2 separate regions of the Mus musculus genome follow, and region 1 is linked to region 2. A link is a contact called in public Hi-C data. All regions are on one chromosome and are shown on one strand. The core of a region is the stretch at or near the end of the contact, and the rest is flanking DNA. Distances in the headings are between cores, read along the strand shown. Region 1 has its middle 37 kb from the start of Gm33819. Region 2 holds the start of A930001A20Rik (RIKEN cDNA A930001A20 gene).

The links. Hi-C and Micro-C count contacts between places; a contact is called where the count stands out from the background.
Region 1: a contact with region 2 is called in a Hi-C map of liver, with 2.7 times the contacts expected there. The contact joins the enhancer-like site here to the promoter of A930001A20Rik in region 2. A contact is called at or near these places in 1 of 39 promoter capture datasets (the C10 cell line), 3 of 15 datasets of contacts at CTCF or cohesin (CD8 T cells, large pre-B cells and pro-B cells), 7 of 484 Hi-C or Micro-C datasets (the HPC-7 cell line, bone marrow-derived dendritic cells, embryonic stem cells and 3 more) and 2 of 115 datasets of contacts at active chromatin or transcription factors (CD8 T cells and embryonic stem cells).

The regions. Positions count from the first base shown.
Region 1 is chr3:15,191,503-15,197,075 of GRCm38.p6, reverse strand. No RefSeq gene overlaps it. Among named protein-coding and RNA genes, the nearest start is that of Gm33819, 37 kb to the right of the region's middle. Within about 2 kb of position 2,070, at least 23 of the 459 cell types and tissues checked have an H3K27ac peak or open chromatin away from gene starts, as enhancers often do. A contact at or near this core is called in CD8 T cells, liver, pre-B cells and 1 more, where this site is marked.
Region 2 is chr3:14,969,480-14,974,704 of GRCm38.p6, reverse strand. A930001A20Rik (RIKEN cDNA A930001A20 gene) reads right to left here and starts at 3,504. Exons shown (of 4, transcript NR_040550.1): 1 at 3,357-3,504; 2 at 36-219. It also overlaps the pseudogene Gm7132.

The sequences.
Region 1 (5,573 bases), core at 821-3,320, 220 kb before region 2:
CCCTCCTGGCATTTAGGTAGGTGCCGGAGAACCCTCCACTTGCTTGGGCAGTAAACCCTTTTCTTTACTATTGAGCCATCTCCCCAGTTCTGGGATAATCTGAATTTCTTTTTTAGTTTCATTCTCAAAATGGAAATTTATATTATACATAACTACTTACTCCAACAAGAATAACCTTATACTATTTTTACTTCATATGAATGACAAATTTCTTGGCAGATAACTTCATTCTTTTTTAATGCTTTTTTTTACAACAAAAAAACATAAATTGGTCATTTCTTGTTTTACATAGTTTAAAAACATATATACGTATATATCTTTTTCTTAATTTCTGAGGCTTAACTTTTTAAGGCTAAATGAATATCCCCTTCAGAGCCACACCTATATTAAGAGTGATTTTTGTAGAAATATCATCTTTCAGAAATGAGAAGGTATCAACTACTGCAGGTTGGTGAGTATGGGAAGGCAGGTACATGCTGGACACAGACACATGGCTATAGTTCCTACTGAATACTAAGACTCCTCAGTGGCTCCCTAGGTTAAGATTGCTTCTAAACAGAGTATCACTGGCCATGGCTCTTCTGTTTCTCTTTCCTTTGATGTTCAAAAGAAATCTGAGTGTGAAATCTGAGCTGTTTATGAGGCATGTTGCACAGCTCACATGTCTATAAAATAAAAATACTACTTACTCCTTGTGAAAATGAAACCAAAAGAACTTTGTGTGCAGTGTCTGGTACAACAAGCAAACTATGCTAACATTCCCAACAGATGCTCAAAGGTCACACAGGCTTCTTTCAAGCTACTCTCTGGGTACAGGATTATGTTGAGCAAGAAGTTATTGTGAATCCATGTGATGGTGTACAGAACACAGCTGGGTTGATCTGGGTTGTCAGATTGCTAGCTGAAAACTGTCTCTTCTTGGCGAGGATGGATCCAAGAACAATAAAAACCTTCATTTGAAGAATTGCTATCTCTAACATATTACAAGCTTGTTTTCCTCCATCTGCCCTAGCTGGATCCTTAACTGGACTCACATACATGTGACATATACATCTAACAGGATTCTCATTGTTCAGACAGAGCTAGCTTCTGACCAAATGGCCCAAAGTAGCCTTCAGTGCTGGCTAATTCTTTTTACTCATTTGTTTTGTGCATTTGTGTGTCTGCTTCTCTTCACCAGACTGTAAGTTTCCAGAGAGCAGGAACGTTTATGCCTTTTTGCTGGATCTCCACAGGTCACACACCTACATATATTTAGTGCAAAACAGCATTAAAAATATTTGTTGAGTGTACATTTGAATGGCAGGCCATGTTTGACACAATGCAAACACCTACAAGACAGTCATCAAGTTATTACCATTACCAGTGACCTACTTATCTGAGGTTATGAAGCAGACGTTCAATAACATTCTTCGATAAATTAAAGAGCAAAAATCTTATTTAACATGTAGTTGAGAATAGTCTCAATCAATGAGTCTGTGGTTTAGGAAATGTTTACCAACTCTAACTCCAGGGTAAGGCAAAATACAGTGGTTAGAAGGCATAAGAATTCCCATATCCAGTAGTCAGGAGTTATACAACTACATGCTCCCCTGAAACATGTGTGGCATCCCTCAGGACACTGGAATTTAAGTAATCTCTCCTTCCATCCATCAAATCTACTCTTCTTTCTTGAAAAGACTTGCTCAATGTGTATTGCTTCTAAGAATGATGGATGTATGTTTCTCAAGAATCCAGAAACACAAAATTAATTCCAACATATTTTTGTATCACTCTCTGTTTTTCAGGGTCCAGAGAAGGAGCAGTGAACTGGAACATGTCTGGTAAGCAGAAGACTATAAACAATAGTTCTGTGATTGATGCAAGAATGAGCCAACAGACATTTCAAAATCAAAAGTGAAGCCAGCAAAAATTACATCTTCCAGCACCTGCTTTGTGTCCCTGTCTCCCCAGGACGTGCTATACATGGTAGCTGAATCACTATCATGGTAGCTGATCCATGCCCATGCTATCTCTGAGACAAACCAAAGGAGGGTACAAATTCTACTTGGAACAGACAACCATAGTTAGTGGTAGGCCTAAGCTAATATTGAAACAATTTCTGCTCCTTTTCATTGGCTTGATGGACTATGAGGGTTACACATTTCACACATGTTTCATAATAATCAATATGCCTAATACTTATTTTATGATTATTTGTCAAGGACTTGTAATTTGTGGTTTCTGAAAATAAATAAATAAGAGAGTGTCACAGGAAGCCAGATTAGAAATCTTAGAAAATTTTACCAAAGTCATTTTCAGCTAGAATATGAGATTCAGAAACTGGCCTTCCCCTTGACATAGAGAGTCAATTTGGTAAACATGGTTGGTCAATAAAGGTGTAAAATTATGATGGTATAATGTTTTAGAAAAGTGGTATATCTCATCAAGTATCCTCTTCAAGGGAAAGAGCTTGCTCAGCTCACATCTCCAGACTGATCCTTCTCGTTTCCACATGTTGCCACCAGATGGCGAGGCAGTTATGCAAAAGCAATCTGTTCATGAGTGCGTCCAAGAAGAAATGACAGCAGTGGGAACTGCAATTCAGTTGAAAGCGGTCACGGCACTTGCTCACTGATGAAGACGGCCTTGCTCGTTTTGTCTTTCCTTTTTTTAGAGTAAAAACTGATGGCTACCTATCCAAATCAGAGACAATTTGAGCAATAAAGTCTCAGAAAGCTTTTTTTTTAAATCAGAAACTCTATCATTCATAATTGGATTTTTAAAACAACACCAAAGATCAAGTATTAATAACCAACCCCTGCACCCTCTAATTGTTACTCGTTTTCTCTACCCCCTAAAATCTGCAAATAGTTAATTCTTCCTAATTTCCTTCAACTAATCTGTAGTAATCATATAGTTTTAAATTGTCACTTACTACCTTCTGGCTATCATCTGATTAACTAATCTCAAGATATTCGAAAATTCAGAGAAGTTCTATGAACCAATAAAATTCAAAACCATCACATTGACAAAACCAAAGAGTGACTAAGAAACTGTCATGTCCTAGAGAAATCCATAAAGACATAATATCTAAATGGATTGTGATATCCCAGATAGAATTCCAAAGCAGAAAAGGATATTATATAAAAATGATAAAGGATGAAATGAACAGAATACTAATGTAATTCATATTGGTTTATTAATGAATAAAAGAACAAAGGTATGTGCATCTATAGAAATTAAAACAAAGCAGAGAAGGAGAAAGAGAGAGATAGAAACAGAGACAGAGAGACAGAGAGAAGAAAAGAAACAAAAATAAAAGTTCAGTCCATAAAACTAAACAATTCCTGGAAATTCCATGAAAATAAAATTTGAAAAATCAGTAATTTGAGAACCTGAATTTCTCCTACAAAATAAATTTGTATGCCTCAAGACTCTTTGCAAGCCTCACTCTGTGAAACCCAAATAAAATAAGAAGAACATTAAGTCTATGGCACAGTGCCTTATTTGGTGTTAAAGACGTAGGCTGAGGCTCTGTCTTTACTAGCAATAGGGTCTGGAAATACTGTCTTTGCCAAGGGTATAAGAAGGGCAAAACTATGCAGAGAACCTTGGTGACAACTATAGTAGGTATTATGCAAGACAGGCCAAAATCTCTCTCTCTCTCTCTCTCTCTCTCTCTCTCTCTCTCTCTCTCTCTCTCTCTCTCTCTCTCTCTCTCTCTCGGGAGCTTTTAAGAAGTGGCCATCTAAGTGATACAGACTAAGGGTGGGGTATAAAGGCTAGTGAGTATAAATAAACAGGCCATCTATTTCTCTGAAGTTGCCCAATGTATATAGTCACTACCATTTTATGTTCAGCAGCTTCAGAGATCTGCTAGAACCTCTCACTATTTGGGTAATTGTTGCTCTCATTACATCAAGAAATAGGACAAGAAACAGCCTAACCCCAAATTATGCTGAATTATGGTACAGGACATAGTGCATATTCCCTATAAATGTTTAAGACACATTAATAAATGCTATGATCCTAACTCATTTCCATGAAAAGTTTTATTCTTAAAAGGAACACATTCTTAATTAGAAATATAAAGACTACATGAAGCTTAATTGCTTTCTTGATATCAAATTAGAAGACTTCATGTCCAAGGCAATGAGGAATAGATATGACTGACTACTTTGAAACAGTTTTCCAGTTTTTGTTTGTTTACTTTTATCTAAAGTTTCGTAATTGAGAGTAGTTTAGTGTCAGATACCATGACATCACAGCTGAAAGGAAAGGAGAGTCTTTGGATGTTCTTTCAGGTCATTTTTAGTTTTGTTTGTTTGTTTGTTTGTTTGTTTGTTTGTTTTCTAGTCTTAACTCTTCAAGAAATACACTTAATCTATAAATGCAAAGAAACATCCCAGGAGTCACTGTCTGTGACTGAGAACTTCCAGGCTGTGCTAAAAAATGTCTTTTATGAAGACAATTTCCTGGTGGGCTGGTAAGACGCCCATGGTAGTAGTTTCAGTCCAACCACAACCACCTTACTGCAGTGTCATCACTAAGCATTAAAACAAAATAGCGATGACAGATGAAATTTATGTATGAGAAAATGTTGCATTAATAAGAAAGCAAACAGCCAGAGCATTGCCAAGGGAAACTGAGGGGAAGCCGGTTACTGGAGGCTGGGGGCAGGGGGGAGGTGGGGAGGAGAGGTTGTTGATGGTGCTAAAGTTGTTAGGAAAAGTAAGGGGTTCACTCCCCAGTGTCACTGCACAGTTGTGGGCAGTAATGTGATCTATATTACAAGCAAGAAAACATGGATTATTTAGTATTTTAGTTACAAATGAAAAATATTGGAGACAGATTTTTTTTGCCTGATTTAAATTTACATATTGGTACGTACAGTGAAACATCCCATGATAGCTCCCTGAAATACATTTTATGTACGTATGTAGCAGTTATAACAAACTTCATTTTCATGAAAAAGAAAAAAAGAAACATTTTAAATTCATAGACATAAAATTGTAACTAAGCAGTTTTTATATATTTAAGTAATAAGTCTTAAATTTAGAAACCTTGTTAGCTTTCTTGACAATTAAGAATGTGTTTCCCATGCAACAAAGAGTATAGCAAACAGACCACAGCCAAATCCTCCCTCTTTCTAGACGCAAGGGATACATGATTTGTGCTCAGAGTAAATGTCAGCTGTAGGATTACAGTTGTATACAAATTTGCTTTTCTCTCTTCTGTCTGATAAGGAATTTCCAGGAACTTCTTCGTTAATTATCCACCATCCTCACTGTTGGTTTGAATACTCTATGTGTTCTTACTGTACATGTCGTCTCTGAACCTCATACTGATGCTCTCCCAGCCAGAGAATTTCAGTAGAAAGTTATACATCAAATTTTCAAATATTTTTATGAAAAATTTGTGCTTTCTTTATGGTTTGTGCTTTGCTTATGATAATGTTTCCCTGAATATAAAACTTGAAGCAGTTTTTTTCCTTCCCACATTGGTATCTGTCTTAGTCAGGGCATATATTTCTGGACAAAACATCATGACCAAGAAGCAAGGTGGGGAGAAAAGGGTTTATTCAGCTTACT
Region 2 (5,225 bases), core at 2,255-4,754:
GAGAGGCATTTATACAGATAACAGTATACTTTTACCTTAAGGAAGGATACTCAAGTCTGCCCTTAGAAATGTGTTTTTAGGCCCTCTGCTCCACCTTGTTCCAGAGACAGCTGCATCTTCTTGTGCAGTGCCAGCCTCGTCCAGTAGACAAAATGGTGAAGGTCGGTGAGAATGGATTTGGCCATATTGGGAGCCTGATTACCAGGACTGCCTTCTGCTCTGTACTTGGCAAAGTGGAGATTGTTAGCATCAATGACCCGTTCATTGACCTCAACTACATGGTCTACATGTTCCAGTATGACTCCACCCATGGCAAGTTCAATGGTACAGTCAAGGCTGAGAATGGGAAGCTTGTCATCAATGGGAAGCCCATCACCATCTTCCAGGCGCAAAATTCCGCTAACATCAAATGGGGTGATGCTGGTGCTGAGTATGTCATGGACTTCACCATGGAGAAGTCCAGGGCCCACTTGAAGGGGGGGGCAAAAGGGTCATTATCTCTGCCCTTTCTGCCAATGCCCCCATGTTTGTGATAGGTGTGAACCATGAGGAATATGACAACTCATTCAAGATTGTCAGCAATGCATCCTGCACCACCAACTGCTTAGCCCCCACCCCCACCCCCACCTGTGGCTAAGGTCATCCATGACAACTTTGACATTCTGGAAGGGCTTATGGCCATGACCCATGCCATCACTGCCACTCAGAAGACTGTGGATGGCCCCTCTGGAAAGCTGTGTCATGGGACTGTCCAGGATGTCATCCCTGCATTCACTGGTGCTGCCAAAGCTGTGAGCAAGGTTATCCCAGAGCTGAACAGGAAGCTCACTGGCATGGTCTTCCATGTTCCTACCCCCAGTGTATCTGTTGTGGAACTGACATGCCTCCTGGAGTAACCTGAGAAGTCTGATAATATCAAGAACGTGGTGAAGCAGGCATCTGAGGGTTCACTGAAGGGCATACTGGTTTACACTGAGGACCAGGTTGTCTCCTGAGACTTCAACTGAAACTCCCACTCTTCCACCTTTGATGCTGGGTCTGGCATTGCTCTCAATGACAACTTTGTAAAGCTCATTTCCTGATATGACAATGAATATGGCTATAGCAACAGGGCCTACATGTCCTCCAAGGAATAAGAAACCCTGGACTGCACATGCCAGAAAGGACACTGAGAGCAAGAGAGAGGCCCTCCGTTGCTGAGGAGTCCCTGCCCCAACTTGTCCCCCAAGACTGAGCATCTTCCTCACAATTTCCATCCCAGACCCCCATAATAACAAGATGGGCCTAGGGAGCCATCCCTACTCTCTTGCGTATCATAAATAAAATTTACTGCACCCCCCCCAAAAAAAAGGAATGTGTTTTCAATGCCTGAGCTCAGAAAAAATTTCCTCTTTAATGTAAAATATTCAGTATCAGTTTAGTCTGGACTCTGAAATGGATAGAGTTGATGAGATGAGAATAAGCCTCTCTCTTTAATGGTTTGTAGCTGAATGAGGGGGAACAGAAGGCTCTCCATCTTGCATGAATTCTAGACTGTCAGAAGCTAATGTACACATATAGCCACTCGTGCCTGAATATATCATTCAACCCACACCCAGGGCAATCTATTAGATCTCAATGTTCAGATCTAATTCCTGCAAATGCACAAATGGGCACACACAGATACTCAAATGCTTATTAACAATGGACAGCAAGTCTGAAGTCTTACTAGAGTAATCTTGTTTGTTTAAAGGAGTCAATGATAAAAGCCCAGATTTCTTATAAATCTCTCTACTGCTTTACATTATTGATCAATTTAGTCACGAAATTTAGGTTCAATGACTATGATCTTTCCTCTCAAAACAAGCCCTCACTGACTTAAATATTGACAATAGCAGGTGAATAGCATAGAGGTTGCAATGATACACTCCTATGAAACATCAAGCAAAGAGAGGTGTTGCCTCAAGAAGCAACACTAAGCTAGTTCAGCCGTATTTAGAGGGAAGAATACCATTTCAATACATGCAATGCATGGCATCTAAGAAAACATCCATGAGCTTAAATCAATCTCTCTCTCTCTCTCTCTCTCTCTCTCTCTCTCTCTCTCTCTCTCTCTCTCTCTGTGTGTGTGTGTGTGTGTGTGTGTGTGTATTATTTCCAACGTGCCTTTTTTTATTTTAAAATATAAATATTACATTTTACTTTCCATTTCATTCTATTTTCTCTCTTTTTTGCCTTCCTTTTTTCAGTATCTTTTTCTTTTACCACAACTTTGATCCCAGGACCCAGAGCAAATCAGCTCCCTCCTTGCTCTCCCTCTTTCCCAGCTGCTAAACTTGGGACTGAACCTTTCCTTAAAAGAGAACTGAAATTTCTTTTTGAGACAGGTTCTCATTTGGTGGTAGCTGGTCTTCAACTATCTATCCTCCTGTCTCAACTTTCTGAATGCAGGGATTCCTGTTGACCACAACCACACTAATTTAGAAATGGTGAAATCTTACACAATCAGATTTGTTTTCTGAAGTAAGCAAGTAAGTGGATAAAAATCTTTGAAATTATTTCTGCCTTGGAGGATGTCATGAGTGGGGGTTGAATAAACCTTACTAGAGAATAAAGCTTATGACCATGAAATGTAAATAAAATAAAACACAGCAGAAAACAGCCAAACCAATGATCCTCTGAGCTGTAATCATACCTCAGGACAACCACATAATTGTAATTATGTTTAATATTTGTAAATATGCTGAAGTGAGATGAAATGTATAGAAAATGTGTCCATCTGAAACCCTGTGGGGTGGAATCGCATTTCATGACTACAAGCTTAGGCAGTAATGAAATCTCTGCTGTATCAGAGTGACCTTTTACACTGTGCCAATGTTGACCAAATCAAGGAACTCTTTTGAAAGCCTAGATAGGAGGTAAACAAGGAACTACAAGGACCACGGCACATGTTTCAGTCAGCCAAACCAAGCCTGTTTGTATCTTGAATAAACCCCTATGTCTGAGAAATAATAGTGCCTTATAAAAATGCCCTGAAAACTTAAATTTTTCCTTTGATCTCTTGAAGGTTTTATGGTATTTTTAAGCAATAACCATAGGTTAGCAATCATAACAGCTATCTTTTCACAAACACCCACCAAAGCTGCTTAATGTGTCCTGTTTATTGAATATATTGAAGACACTTTCAGTGTTTGCTAGAAATCATCAAATTGAATGTAGATACATGTAAGCTTGTGTGTGCATGGTTACATTTTATGTTTATAGATCCATATTTATAATAAATATTTAACATAAGCAATGCCAATATCTTTAAACATAAAACTGTGAAGTCCATTGCCTATATGGGGTAAAATTATTTCAGAACCCCAATCATTTACCTGTTAATGTCCTTCCTTCAGCAGCGCCCCCACAGCACGTGCACCTGAGCAGAAGCAGGCGGAGAACAAGTCCTCTTACTGCAGGATGCCTTTTCTTTCTGCAAATCTTCTGCAGGTAACTAATTCTAACCTCTTATTGGAATTTGCCATCTGACAGAGTTCTTCTGCTCTTTCCAGGTGTCTGATTGCATTTGTTCTAGCAGCTTAGCTACATGATCCACAAAGTAGCCAAGGGTCAACTTGTTTTGAAGTCTACAATAGACTTCCACATGTGGGCAGCATTATAAAAGAAGTCTAAGTAATGAATTGTAATAAACGTTTTATATTTGTCTGGAAAATAGTAGAAGGTTTTGGTTTTCTCTGAGCCTATAATGATGTGGTTTTAAAATGAGAGCCACTTTGCTACTGCAATTTTAATTTAAACAGTATGCCACACTTTAATTGGTATGCGTTTATAATACAGTTCTCATCACTATCTTTGCTAGTGGGATGTTGTATTTTATAAAAAGGAAGAAAGAAAAAAAAAAAAAAAACAACCAGGATATGTTTGGTAGAGGCGCAGTATCAGGTGCAGGGGAAATGGGGTGCCTCTGAGGGCCCACGCTGAGGTATTCCTTCCCCCTGAGGTACCATCCATAAAACGGATATAGTATGGAATAGAGATTCTTTTTTTTTTTTTTTTGAGACAAGGTTTCTCTGTGTAGCCCTGACTGTCCTCAACTCACTTTGTAGACCAGGCTGGCCTCGAACTCAGAAATCCGCCTGGCTCTGCCTCCCGAGTGCTGGGGTTAAAGGCGTGTGCCACCACGTCCGGCGGAATAGTTTCTTTAGGGCATGGGGCGGAGAGTTGATGGAGTAGAGGCAGAGAGAGAGAGAGAGAGAGAGAGAGAGAGAGAGAGAGAGAGAGAGAGAGAGAGAGAGAGAGAGAGAGAGAGAGACAGGGAGACAGGGAGACAGGGAGACAGGGAGACAGAGACAGACAGAGACAGAGTGGAGGAGTAGAAGCAGGCCATGAAAGAGAGGGGGAGAAGAATGGGGAGAGAAGGGACAGAGAATAAGAGAGTAAGAGAGTGAGAAGGGGCAAACAGCTCCTTTTATAGCGAGTCAGGCATACCTGGCAATAGCCAGGTAACTGGGAGAAGCCTAGAAGGAATGCTAACAAATGAATACTGTTTCCATTTACCCATGTTCTGTTGACAGTTCAGCAGCACAACGTGAGACAGTCCCTGGCAGCAAAGATATCGGCAATGAGAGGACAACACTTTAATACAGCACTAGGGAAGTGAAGGAAGGTGTGACTCTGAAGGGAATAACTCATTTTAAACTATTGAGAAAATATGACGGCTTCATCAACCTAAGCCTTCTGCTTTAGAATAGCAGATAGAAAACTTTACATGAAACTCTGGATGCTAGCCAGCCTTTTGTTCTGTGGCATTCTCGCAAGCTACTTCCTTGTTCACTGCACACGCACCCTTGTTTCCATTACCAGAGTGTTATTATTTTTCATATTGTGGAACAGCATTTAATGTGAGATCTCCCCTTTCGGAAAGGTTTTAAAGTACAGCCCAGCATTGCTAATTACAGGTGTGTTGTCATACGGCTGGTCCCTGGCGCTTACTCCTCTTACTTTACTAAAGCCTTAGACCCCTTGAGTGATTTATCAGCTTGACATTCTCCCAAGGCCTGGAGTGACTAGTCTGAGCTCCTGTGAGGTCCCTGACTTACAAACCATATAACACCGAATCCATGCACCGTTTTGTCTTACTTCATACAGCAATGTCCTCAGGTTTATAGATATTGTCACACATGGCAGGAATTCTTTCCTTATACATGCATGCATACATACATACACACATACATAACAAACAC